3 separate regions of the Sus scrofa genome follow, and all the other regions are linked to region 3. Evidence: chromatin contacts called from public Hi-C data. All regions are on one chromosome and are shown on one strand. The core of a region is the stretch at or near the end of the contact, and the rest is flanking DNA. Distances in the headings are between cores, read along the strand shown.

Region 1 (4,553 bases), core at 400-2,899, 96 kb after region 3:
TTGAATAACTAGTGTTCTAGGATTCTCTTCATTTATTTTCCACTAGAACATTCAGCCTCATAACTACTCCTTGCAAGGACAATTCTGGAATTCCCTGTCTTTATCTGTATCTTTCTCTCTCCCTTTCTTTGTTACAAACATGCACACGCACAGCCAGAGTTTCCTGTAGGTTCTGACCTGGGCCCATGTAAGAGCACCAGCTGTAAAGGTAGCAGAGGAAATCTCAGCATTTGACTTTCAGCTCCTTATAAACATAGGACTGTGCATACAAGTTGCATACAAAAACACGGAATTATACTACTTGAAAAAAATCTGGCATTTCCCCTAGAAGGAAAAAAATAAAAATCCTGTTGGCCTGAGAATCTTGAATGGTTCTTTTTCTTTTTCTTTTCTTCCTTTTAATTCCTGAATCTTACCAAGAAGATCCCGGGGAATGATTCGCGTTTTCCAAGTGTGGGTCTCAGTTATTTTGAAACCCTCCTCTTTGGGAGCTACTCAGGTGTGTGGATCTTTGTAAAGAGATGGTCTTTGCCCAAATACCTAACTCAGTCTGCTCTCCTGTTCTCTTTCCGTGAGATCCAAATCTTTACGATGAACTTAAAAAAACAAAAAACACCTGGTCTGGCACCCGGTGCAGATTCTGCAACTCTAAGAACCAAACCATTCACCGCCTGGCCTTCGGGTCGGGTCTGCCAGCCAAGAGGGAACAGGAAGCTTGCCTCTGAGTCCAGGACTATGGAATGCAAACCCCCAAGCAGTTATTTGCTGTGGTTTTCAGCTTTGTCTTGGAAATTAAGAACAACGTGAACTCTTTTCTAAGTAGCATTTTAGTCAATAAATACCAACCTAGCACTTGAAGTCTTTGAACCTACTCCAGTAGGCACCCTTTGCACAATATTTTAACACTATATTAGTTTTTAAAGCCAATCTAATCTGGGTACAAGTGTACGGAGTGCCCAGATCGCCTGGCTCATTAGGTTGCTATTTAAGACCAAGGAAGATCAAATACCCTCACCTAAAAATCCTTAGTAGGCATTTCACTGCTTTATGTAAACCTCGGCCAGCTGCTGGACTGTTTTTCTCATGGGCCACACTAGAGTTGCAGTTTTCAGATTTGTAGAGGGGTAGGGGGCCATGAGAGAGAAAGGGCCGGAGTTTCATGCAGCTAATGCAGATGTGCATTTAGACCAAATGTCTGCTGGCAATCCAATTTAATAGCTCATTTCCAAATCCTTTCTTGGAAGAAGAATTCAGATTACATAATCATGAAAAACAAACCTGTTGCCACCCAGCATGAACTAACATGTTACAGTACTTTATGGCTGAGGGTTATTAAGCCCAGAACCCAGTTTCATGCACAGAAGAGAACACTGGGAAAATGAAAATATGCCAGTCTTGTCAGAGTAATGCCACTTAGTAGCAGTTCACTTTTCTTGTTACTTCACACTACCTTAAGACTGTGGGTTGATTAAGTAGGTTCTCATTTACTGCTGATTAAGGCCATATGATTATTAGCAACCTAAGAGCCTATTAGAGCAATGCGTTAGGTAAGCTCTTCTTAGTGGGATGACCACCTTGGGTGGTCCTAGGCATCCCGAAATTCCCACCACATGCATCCTCCTGCTGGGTTGCCTTTGCTGACACTGCAGCCCTGGGCAATGGCAGTAATGACCTTTGATTCTCGTGCAGCTGTTCACAGCACACACTGTTAAATTCACCCAAAGAAGCCTGGTATTCTGAGTCTTTAAATGTCTCAATTCCGGTAGCCTTAGAAACTAAATCTAAGCTAGATTTTAATCGATGTTTCCCAGCTTAAGAGCCATACATAGACTCTCTCCTAAGACTCTTACTTGAGGTTCCCAAAGGAAATCTATTCATATCAGCTGTGGGGCTGAGTCGATAGCCAGGCATTCAAAGGGGTTTCTTTCTCATTTCAGACAGGTAACCCAATAAAAAGAATGTTTTGTTTTTGGCCGCACCCTCGGCCTGTGGAAGTTCCCAGGCCAGGATGGAACACCAGCCACAGCAGTGTCCCAAGCCGCTGCGGTGACAATGCCGAATCCTGAACCCGCTGCCCCACAGGAGAACTCCTAAAAAAACTTTTCTGCCTCCAGCAAAAAGTTGACCTAAATTTCTATTTTCAACACAGAAGTGAAAAAAAGAAAACAATCTGACTCATCAAATTAGGCAACCACCAACTCATCATCGTATAAACTTTCCTGTGATTAACATACCTTATGAACTAACCAGGAGGTGGAAAATCCCCTTGGTTCACCCAGCAGAAAACACAGGTGATTAGAGGACCTAGCCTCTCCAGAACTGTAAGTACCAACAGTCCCTTCTGAGTACTTACCATGTGGCCCGGTACTAAAAGCTTTACACAGATTATCTCACTTAATCCTCATAAGAGCCCCGTCAAGTCGAGGAATTTGCCCGATGTCCCACGGCTGGTAGGTGGTAGGTGGAAGCCCTGGAGGTGATCCTCAGTTTGATACCCGTGGCCCTGCGCTGCACTGCGCTGCCTCCTGGTTACCAGGCAGCAGGGGAATTGAGAAGGCAAGGAAAGCACTCTTCAGATGCTGCGGACACCAGATCACCTGTATACGTCCTGAACACATCATCTGTCATCTTTGACTTTGTGTGAAATCATACATTTCTCTTGGTAATTCAAGAAGCACACGCAAATCTAAAAAGTGTTGGTTACCTGTTTGTTAAGTAGCCAAGGGTTTCTATTTTCTGGTGCTAGGATCCCAGAAGCGAAATCTCCTTGGAGGGAAAATATAAGGGGGTAATTTTATACCTTTTATCTCCCAGGCATCTGGCTAGGTGATACCAGCTAAGAGGATGGCGTGGTGCCTACAGTTCTTCCTCCTTTAATTTCCAAGCGGCAAAGGAGACAGGAATACACAGTGGTCCTTAGCTCATCTGTGGTTCATTTGTACTTCAACTCACCTCTCCGCTCCTGGACGGGGCAAAAAGGCAAAGGTTCTTTTCCCACTTTTTCTCTCCCCTTCCCTCCTGAGGACTGTCTCTCATCACATAGCTGGGCGAGTACACTCAGATGAGTTTCCACCTTTTGGAGGCCCTGTGATCCATTGTTCACAGTTTCCACATAAATTCCTTGAAACTTACTTGTGCCTAGCGTGGGGCTAGGCATTCAGCATCAGTGCTCACCTTTTTGGGTGGATATTTGGGGAACTCCATTCCTATAAAATCAGGCACTCTCTGGAGGCTGTTCGAACACTGCATCAGCTCTTGCAGGCGGGAGTGGTTTTCAGGTTGAGGATGTGAAGAACCCAAGTCAGGGCTCCCCTTGGGAGAAAGGAGGAGGAAGGGACCCTCATACGACATTTATCTCAGGCTTTTCTGGTTTGAGAAGTGAGGACTGGAATATAAGGGGCCATAAAAGCTGCCCTCTATTTTGTATCCAGTACACAGTGAAGAGTCCTTTGTTTTATTTTGTCTTTTGTCTTTTTAGGGCCGCACCTGGTGCACATGGAGGTTCCCAGGCTAGGGGTCTAATTGGAGCTACGGCTGCCAGCCTACACCACAGCCTCAGCAACTCCAGATCCGAGCCGTGTCTATGACCTACATCACGGCTCACTGCAACACAGGATTCTTAACCCACTGAGTGAGGCCAGGGATCGAACCCGCAACCTCATGGTTCTTAGTCACATTCATTAACCACTGCGCCACGACGGGAACTCCTGAAGAGTACTTTTTCTGAAATCTTGGCTCAGGGGCCCCGTATGCATGATTTCTTTTCTTCACATGCCAACCTGACTTCACCTTAACACGCTGGGCTCTGAATTCATGTACAAGATGTCTGGAGACCAGGATCTCAGCTTGTCTGAGACTGTCACAGTTTTGGTACTGCAAGTCCCACGGCCCAGGAAACCTTTCTTCACTCTTGGGCATTTGGTCCTGTTGGTCATTCAACGGCTCCTTGAAATTCAACGAGCTAAACCTACAACCTCAATACGTAGGATTATGTTTTGCTTGGAATCAGATGAGACAGTTTTAAAATGTTTCATTCTCTGGTCTTTAATCCAATGTCCAGTGCCCTAAAACAACAATAGAGAACCTCCATAAATCTGCTTAAAAAGTTCCAGGAGTTCCTGATGAGGCACGGTGGGTAAAGAATCCATTTGCAGCAGCTCAGGTAAAAGTGGGGCATGGGTTCGACCCCCAGCCTGGTGCAGTGAGTTAAAGGATCCTACACTGCCATACCTGCATAGGTCACAGCTGTGGCTCAGATTTAGTACCAGGCCTGAGAACTTCCAAATGACAGGGGTGTGGCCATTAAAAAAAAAATTAGAAACAATTAATACAGGGCATAAATGATTTAAATGTTTCTTAAATTTGGTCTTAAAACAGAGCAAGTATTCAAGTTCCAGCTGTGGCTTAGTGGTAACAAACCCGATCAGTATCCACAAGGTTGCAGGTTCGATCCCTGACCCCGCTCTGTGGGTTAAGGATCCAGTGTTGCCCTGAGCTGTGGTGTAGGTCACAGATGTGGCTGGGGATCTGGCATTGCTGTGGCTGTGGTGGAG
Region 2 (4,195 bases), core at 754-3,253, 100 kb before region 3:
TCTCCACCGTCAGCCCTGGGCTCCCTCCGCTACACCCCATGGACCGCGGACACGGGCTCCATCCTCTAGTGTCAGTCTCACGTTTTTCAGCCTCACTCGTTGTTTTAGTTCCACTGACCACTGAGGCAGGAGGAAACTGGCCAGGCCCCCTTCCTCACTCCCTCGATTTGATAATCTTTTCTGAGGATGTGCATGCTTGACCATTTACAAAACGGGATCCTCCGTGGTTTTGCGATTACAGGAGTGGGGGTGCGGGTGGAGCGATGGTGGCTTAGAAGAGGGCTCAGGGCAGGACACAGGTGGAGACAAGAGCGGAGGGTACAGAGCTGGGGGAGTGGGTGGCAAGGGCTGGGGCGGGGGCTTGCTCTCCAGAGGCGCCCCGCCAGCTGACCCACTCACACACACAAAGCGACACATCTTCGGGTGGCACAAGGAATCTTCCCTGAGTCTTCTGGTTGAACGGAGTCTTCTTAAGTTAGAAGCCCCCTGCCTCTTTTATTTAATAATCCTGGGAAAAGCAGGTTTATCTTAGGCCTTTAATCTATGCCACTGCTGAGTATCGAAATCAATCACAGATTTCAAAAGACTGGAAGCCTCAGCTGCCTCCCAGATCGCTGGACTTTGTGTGCCGAAGCCTGGCCCCTTCTTGTCATGCAGGTTTCAGCTCATATGCAGCCTCCTCAGAGGGCCCTGGGCTGCCATCTCATCTGAAGTAACCCCCGCCCCAGTGCTCCCCCCATCCCATTGCCTGGCTCCATTTTCCCCACAGCACTTAGCCGTCTCTGAGCTGCCTTTATTTCTCCGCTTTGCACTGTAAATCCCTCTAAGATGCAGGCTCTCTGGGGACAAGGATCAGGCCTGTTGTGTTTACCACCACACCCCTGGGGGCAGCGCAGATGTAGGTACACTGTATTAAGTTGAATGCATCTCTTCCACGGATGCAATTCAATAAAGTAAGAAAACTGAGTTTTCTTTTGTTTTGCTTTGCTTTTTAGGGCTGCATCCCTGGCATATGGAAGTTCCCAGGCTAGGGGTTAAACTGGAACTATAGCTGCTGCCTATATCAGAGCAACACCAGATCTGAGCCAGATCCATGACCTACCCCACAGCTCATGGCAATGCCAGATCCTTAACCCACTGAGCAGTGCCAGGGATCAAACCCACATCCTCACGGGTTTGTTACGCTGGGCCGCAATAGGAACTCCAGAAAACTAGGATTTTTAAGCAGCATTTACTCTCTGTGGGAAGGTGGGATAGAAAATCAGCCTAGAGAAGTATAATGGGCTTTATAGAGCCCAAGTCCTCTCACCACTACCTTCTAATGGGTTGTTCTGGAAAGCACCTGTTCAGAATAGTCCATAAAAGGAAGATTACTTTTTTTCACTTCTTTCTATTCCCTACCCTTTAAAAATTGTTAGGAAACAGGTATGCAATACTATCAGTATGGTTTAAAAGAAGGATGAAGCTTGTCCCTTAAATGACTTTAAAACATAGGTTAAAATTTAATGAAAGGAGTTCCTGTTGTGGCTCAGTGGGTTAAGAACCTGACACAGTGCCCATGAGGAGGTGGGTTTGATCCCTGGGCTCACTCAGGATCTGGCATTGCCACAAGCTGCAGCGTAGGTCACAGATGTAGCTCTAATATGACCCCTGGCCTGGGAATTTCCATATGCCACAGGTGCAGCCATAAAAGAAAATAAAATTTAATGAAAGAAACAAAAGGAAGTGGTTAAAATCTAAAAAAAAAAAAAAAAAAAAAAAAAAACCTGACAAGAGAAGAAACACAAAACTTCTCCTAAAGACAGCAAACTCCAAGCAAACTGCTAGGATGACTGGTTGTATATGCCAGTTTTTGTAACACCACAGAGAGTTCTCTAGTTACCAGCGAAAATTTATGTTTGACTTGGCAAAGGAAGAAAAAGATTTTTTTCCCTCCTCTCCCCAGAGAATAGAGGCTTCTACAGGAACAACCACTTCTGGTCTCTTTTCAGCTGATAAGCAGGATGGCATGTGAGCTGGCCGTGCCTGGGCATACATGCCGGATTATCCAGAGCCGCCCAAAGTTCTCGAACTCCAGTGCAAAGATCAGTGCTTTGTTTGGCATATACAAGTGAGCTGGCTGAACTGATAGCTGGTTCGTTTTTGTGTGTTTGTTTACTTGTTTGATTTTAGCTCATGGTGATCTAAGGATAAGCCTTAAAAGCTGGATGAAAATGGGACACAACAATCAATTACCTTTGGAGAAAAAAACAAAGCTATATGGAAGGAAGGAATGAAAAAAGAGGCAGATCAGAGAGAAGAGGGTTTGCAGAGAAAAGGTGGGGCAGGAAGGAGGGGACAGCAAAGCCGCTGACACAAAGCCCATCTTTTGCCCCCCCCCCCCAAGGGACAGATGGCTGTGCGGCCATTCCCCTTACCTCCTCCGCGGTGACCATGGCGATCACGTTGGCTCCCTGTTCCCACACCATCTGCCAGAAGTCATGGCATGTGTGTGGCAGGGGCCCCTGAGTGGCGATGTAGTGCCATTCTGCCCCACCAACCACCACCTGGAAACCAAGGAAAGCACTGGTGAATAACCCCAAATCCAGGACAGACTTACTTGCTGACCCTGGGTCCTTTTGCATCCACCTAAAAACCTCAGATAGTATTTTTTTAGACCAAATGTGTTATCACTAAGAAACCTGAGACCATGATGGCTAGTGACACATTCTTATACTTTTTGCCACTTAAGTTTATTAAAATATATCTCATCATTTTTGGTCTGAAACCCACAGTAATTATGTGCAAACGAGCGCACACCAAAAAACATATATATGTGGGAGTTGCCTGGTGGTGTAATGGTTAGGATTCAGGGATTTCACCTCTAAGGCCCAGGTTCAATCCCTGGTCTGGGAACTGAGATCCCACATCAAGCCACTGGCCCAAAAAACAACAACAACAACAACACACACACACACACACACACACACCTACATACACAATATTACATGCATATATGTGTGTACAACCTAACAATTTGTTACAGAAGTAAGTTATGTTTCCAATGTGCAATGTACTGATAACTGCCATTCTTTTCTCTTTTTTCTAGTCTATTCCATTAAAAACAAAACAGGAGTTCCCATTGTGGCACAGCGGAAATGAATCGATTAGCAACCATGAGGTTGCGGGTTCAATCCCTGGTCTTGCTCAGGGGGTTAAGGATCCGGCGTTGCCGTGAGCTGTGGTGTAGGTTGCAGACGTGGCTCGGATCCCGCGTTGCTGTGGCTCTGGCGTAGGCCGGCAGCCATAGCTCCGATTAGACCCCATAGCCTGGGAACCTCCATATGCTGCGGGTGTGGCCCTAAAAAGACAAAAGACAAAAAATATAAATAAATAAATGAATGAATGAATAACAAACAAAACAAAAGACGGCAAAACCCAAACTGCTCCTGACGGCTAAATTGATTTCACACCCAACAACCACAGTGTGGTTCACAGTTTGAGAAACGATACGCCATGGCATCCTTTAAAACGTCTACTATGGAATAACACCCCTTTGGGAGTAATGTCTTTCTATCACTGCCCTGATATGTGTGTGTCATAAATCTCTGCTGTACCTGCCACTCTGTGAGTGCCACGTCCAGGAGAGGCACGATGAAGGCACGCAAGCCGATGGTCTATGCTATTTTATCATTACCTTCCCCCCGTGCAGCCCCACAGCGTCCAGGGGAACTCTGGCGTCCTAAGAGGATTTTGGATGAAATCATTACCCCGTGCAGCTCAGGGTGATCCTGGGAGGATAACTCTGTAGCTATAAATAGCCACAGCAGAGACTCCCTGATAAGTTGTGCCCCACATGCTGAAGGTCGTGCGATCAGGATGACAAGGTGGCCCTTGGAGGGACCTTTCCAGGTTTCCCTCGTTCTTGTGCCTGGACATTGCCAAGCAGGCTCCCTTACTCTAGACAGTTCTAGGGGTAATGGAGTGATCGCTGGTCGGAACTTTTCCCCTCATTTATTTTATGAAACAATATACTAACTTGATTTGAACAAAAACAATGTCAGTTATTGTCTCATTACACAAGACATGTTTAGGTCAAAGCTGGCAAGCGAAACCCATTTTCCAAGTACTGGTGGGAGATAACATTCACATATTTGTTGGCTGGCTAGGAGTTTGGCTTATCTGTGGAATTGTGATTTTAAACATTCGCCTCCCT
Region 3 (4,343 bases), core at 1,837-4,336:
CAGAATGACAAATCCCCAGCTACCCACTCTACTGTTTTAAAGAGAGAAACCGCATTGGGGAGGACAGTCTTATTACAACCTCCAGATTGACTGAAAGAAAAGGGGCCCCAGCGGGGAGGGAGTAGGATGGACTGGGAGTTTGGGGTTAGCAGATGCAAACTATTGCCTTTGGAGTGGATAAGCAATGAGATCCTGCTGCAGAGCACTGGGAACTCTATCCAGTCACTTGTGATGGAGCATGATGGAGGATAATGTGAGAAAAAGAATATATATGTGAATGTATACATATGAGAAAAAGAATATATACATACATATATATATGACTGGGTCACTTTGCTGTACAGCAGAAATCAATTGACAGAACACTGTAAATCAACTATAATAGAAAAAAATTAAATCTTTAAAAAAATAAAGAAAAAGAAAGCCACCTCTGCCCCCCACCCCATGCCAGCTCTAGATGGTATCCTCGCATCTCACAACACGAGAGCAGGTCATGCTAAGAAAAACAGGATGCTTCGAAATCAGGCTGAAGCTAAAAAAGCCTGGCAGGTGCCCAGAGAAGGCGGCTGGTCCCCGGGTGCGTTCTGGCACAGCCACCCACCTCACATGCACGCTTACCTCCCGCAACTCCAGCCTCTGGGCCACCGCCTCCAGACACTCCTGCCCTGTGCTCTCCACCGACAGCGTGCACTCGATGACATTGCTGTCCAGCAGGCGGATGCGGGTGACAAAGCAGTTCTTGCTCAGGACATTGTAGCGCCGAGTCCGGCGCAGCTTCAGGCCGAAAGGCATGGCTCTGTGGCCCTGGGGCGCTGCCCTCCTGTCCTGGCACCCACGCCCCTGCGATGGCCTCAGCAGCTTCGTGATGGGGCGACGACACTACCACCTGTGCTCCTCCGGGTGCAGAAGGCGTCCATGCCCGGCGTGGCGCTCCGGAGGGTCGCTGCAAACAGAGAAGCAGCAGCAGGGTCATCGGCTGGAAGGGAAGCTCTAGGCGGCAGAGCACACACTCCCCCACACAAGCACACACCCGGCCGGATGAGCATCCAGAGTCAGAGCCAGCGGACTCTGTCATTCCCAAGCATCTTGGTGGAGCTCACGCTTTTGACCTTATAAAGGTGATCTAAGATCCACTTTATGTCCAGAGAAACTGAGGCTCAGAGATTAAAAGGACTCAGCCAAGAATGCACACGGCAAAGCCAGCATCCAAACCAGTATCTCTGTGACTCTGATTCACATGCTTTTTTCACTGTTCTTTTTTTCCCGGCTGCTCAAGAAAGCAGGAGTGGGAGTTGCTGTCGTGGCACAGCAGAAACGAATATGACTAGGAACCATGAGGTTGCGGTTTCAATCCCTGGCCTTGCTCAGTGGGTTAAGGATCCAGCGTTGCCGTGAGCTGTGGTGTAGGTTGCAGACGCGGCTCGGATCTGGCGTGGCTGTGGCTGTGGCCTAGGCTGGCAGCTCCAGCTCCAATTAGACCCCTAGCCTGGGAACCTCCACAAGCCACAGAAGTGCAGCCCTTAAAAAAAAAAAAGGAATGCAGGAGTGGAATTTGTTGTCGTTTTTTTTTAATTTTTAAATACATTACCTCATTTCAACCTCACTAATAACCCTCTGGTGTAGACTATATGATCCCTATTTTACAGACAGAGAAAGTGGGGTTCAATAATTTAAGCAACTCGCGGATCCTGAACTTAAAATCTGATTTTGTTCCTCCTTACTCTTTACAATACTGCCTCTTTCCTTTCATTAATATCATTTGCCCTTATTTTTAACATTTACACTTTCTTTTTCATTATATTAGACTGGATGATAGACAATGGAGTGGATACACATTTAGTTATTAATTATAAATGAGTAATTAATGATTAACTAGTCAGCAACTTTCTAACTTATAAAAAAAATTTCTAACACATGAATTCTATTTAACGCACTTAAAAAATTACGACACTTTATCTTTTTTCACCAAATATTTAAGACAGGGTGGGTAACCACACGACCATCATTTTGCTTCTTTACAAGATGCTTGATGCAAAAGCCCATCACCAAATCACAGATACGTTAACTAATAAGGAGAGTTACTGCCACCCTGCTGTCCCACCAAATGCCAGAAATGACATTATTGCCATGGAGAACACAAGAATAAAATACCAACCACACAAGCAGCTTTAGCATTTAGCCCTGGGCCAACAACAGTCTCCCCAGGAGGCTCCTTAAACGTATCTTCCAAAGAAGCCAGACATGTCCACACAATCTCTCTGTTCAACTTTCTGTTCTCCATGAAGTGCAAAGGACCATCTCTGGCTCATAAGATTGTTCTGTTAACCTGATCCCCTAAGTCAGGCAGCCTTGATGGCCTCCATCCCCAGAATCACCTCTGAGCCCTCTGACACCTGAATGGACAGGCAGGAATAATGACTTGAAGGAATTCCGAGTTAATCAAACGGCTTCACTATTTCAAAACCACTCCCTGTCAGTACCCCAGGCTTCCCGGAGGTTGTCAGGACACAACCCTACAACACAGCAAAACACACTCCCCGGCCGGCTCCCTTGGCCAGTCTTTGATGCCTGCCCTCGGCACATTCCTTAGTGTGACAGGTACTTGTTTTATGAAGCTTAAAAGACATAGGCTAGAGACTTGGGCTTGGTAAATAGATGAGCATTTCTAAATCACTTTGTGCTGGCAGAGTATCGTGTTTACCTCCAAGAGAGGCTGACCTGATGATCTCCTGATATCAGCAGAAAAAAAAAAAAAAAAAAAAAAATAGGGAGGGACCCACCCAAAAAGGGAAAAAAAAAAAAAAAGTAAAAAAGCATATCAGAATTTTTGTGTGTGTGTCTTTTGTCTTTTTAGGGCCACACCCATGGCATATGGAGGTTCCCAGGCTGGTGTCCCATCGGAGCTACAGCTGCTGGCCTACTCACAGCCACAGCAACGTGGGATCTGAGCCACATCTGTGACCGACACCATGGCTCAGGGTAACGACCTTAACCCACTGAGCGAGGCCAGGGACCAAACCCGCGTCCTCACGCATACTAGTCAGGCTCGTTAACCACTGACCCATGACAGGAACTCCAGAATACCAGGATTTCAATACAGAGCCCTTAAGAGTTTCCGGCTCACAAACTCCCTCAATGTGCTGGAGCCCAGGGCAGACGACACCAAGACTCAATACCAGTAATAGCCAGGGAGCCTGAAAGAGAGAAAAGTATTTGCTCTGTGGGCACAAGTCACATTTCTCATCCTGGGCCGGGCACTTTACCTCTAGGTGTGTCTCATCTGGAACACCTAGGAAGGAATGTGGCTGGCTTGGTGCACACTTATCCCAGCCACGACTAGAAATAGTGCACAGTCCCCAAACCAGTTACTGAGATTAAAAGTAAACTGCACAACATGCAAAGACGATCACAGTTTGTATAATAAATAAACAAAAACACACAAATAAATGGGAAAGAATGTAAGTTCACCAAAATAATTGTTATCTCAGGGCTACGTAGCAGAGGTATTTAATAGAATTCTCACTTCATATTTTATGTACAATCATCCCTCATCCTGCAAGAGATTGGTTCCAGGATCCCCAAACTTGATGGAGGCTCAAATCCCTTATATAAAATGGCACCATGTTTGCACAGAACCTATTCCGGACACTTAATTCATCTTTAGATTATTTACAATAATATAATGTAAACAGTTGGCCAGCATGGCAAATTCCAAGTGTTCTTTCTTGGAACGTTCTAGAATCTTTTTCTCCAAAATTTTTTGTAATCCAAGGTTGGTTGATGGCAAATTCAAGTTTTGCTTTTTGGAACTTTCTGGAATTTTTTTTTCTTCAATTTTTTAAAATCTCAGGTTGGCTGACTCCGCATACATGGAACCTGTGGAAGTGCCAACTGTATTTGTGAGTTATTCTAACATTTGACCACTGTCTTACCTTTGTAAATAAAGATTAGTTTAAAATACATAAACTACAGAAGATGGCTTATCATGTGCAACATAAAATATATGAACTACAGAAAATAGCTTATCATGTGCAACATCTAACAACCTGGCAACACATCTCCTAGAAAAACACCTGACTGTTTGAAGTCTTGGAGAACTTTTAAAATCTTCCATTTGCAAGACACTTGCCAAGCAAGGTATCAACAAAAGGTTATAAGAAAACTGGTCCAGTCCCAGTAAAAGTCAGCATCATGAAACAAAAACTGAACAGGGGGATTGGAGGCAGGCTGCTCTAGAGTAACAGAAATTGTGGAGTTAGAAAAACAAAATGCAATGTTGAACCCTAAGTTACAAACACATGAGACCACAGGGAAGCCTATTCAACGCTCTGTGATAGCCTATG

Evidence for each region. A called contact is a pair of places that touch in the nucleus more often than the background predicts.
Region 1: a contact with region 3 is called in a Hi-C map of liver, with 2.1 times the contacts expected there. The contact joins two enhancer-like sites. A contact is called at or near these places in 7 of 47 Hi-C or Micro-C datasets (embryonic fibroblasts, epiblast stem cells, liver and 1 more) and 1 of 2 datasets of contacts at active chromatin or transcription factors (skeletal muscle).
Region 2: a Hi-C map of liver shows a contact between it and region 3, with 1.5 times the contacts expected there. The contact joins two enhancer-like sites. A contact is called at or near these places in 1 of 5 promoter capture datasets (liver) and 6 of 47 Hi-C or Micro-C datasets (epiblast stem cells, liver and skeletal muscle).

The regions. Positions count from the first base shown.
Region 1 is chr9:129,025,592-129,030,144 of Sscrofa11.1, reverse strand. No RefSeq gene overlaps it. Among named protein-coding and RNA genes, the nearest start is that of CENPF, 16 kb to the right of the region's middle. Within about 2 kb of position 1,649, at least 13 of the 83 cell types and tissues checked have an H3K27ac peak or open chromatin away from gene starts, as enhancers often do. A contact at or near this core is called in liver, where this site is marked.
Region 2 is chr9:129,225,564-129,229,758 of Sscrofa11.1, reverse strand. It overlaps PTPN14 (tyrosine-protein phosphatase non-receptor type 14), which reads right to left. Exons shown (of 21, transcript XM_003130398.6): 18 at 2,418-2,546. Among named protein-coding and RNA genes, the nearest start is that of SMYD2, 89 kb to the left of the region's middle. Within about 2 kb of position 2,003, at least 10 of the 83 cell types and tissues checked have an H3K27ac peak or open chromatin away from gene starts, as enhancers often do. A contact at or near this core is called in liver, where this site is marked.
Region 3 is chr9:129,123,069-129,127,411 of Sscrofa11.1, reverse strand. It overlaps PTPN14 (tyrosine-protein phosphatase non-receptor type 14), which reads right to left. Exons shown (of 21, transcript XM_003130398.6): 3 at 619-943. The coding sequence starts at 792. Among named protein-coding and RNA genes, the nearest start is that of PTPN14, 11 kb to the right of the region's middle. Within about 2 kb of position 3,086, at least 5 of the 83 cell types and tissues checked have an H3K27ac peak or open chromatin away from gene starts, as enhancers often do. A contact at or near this core is called in liver, where this site is marked.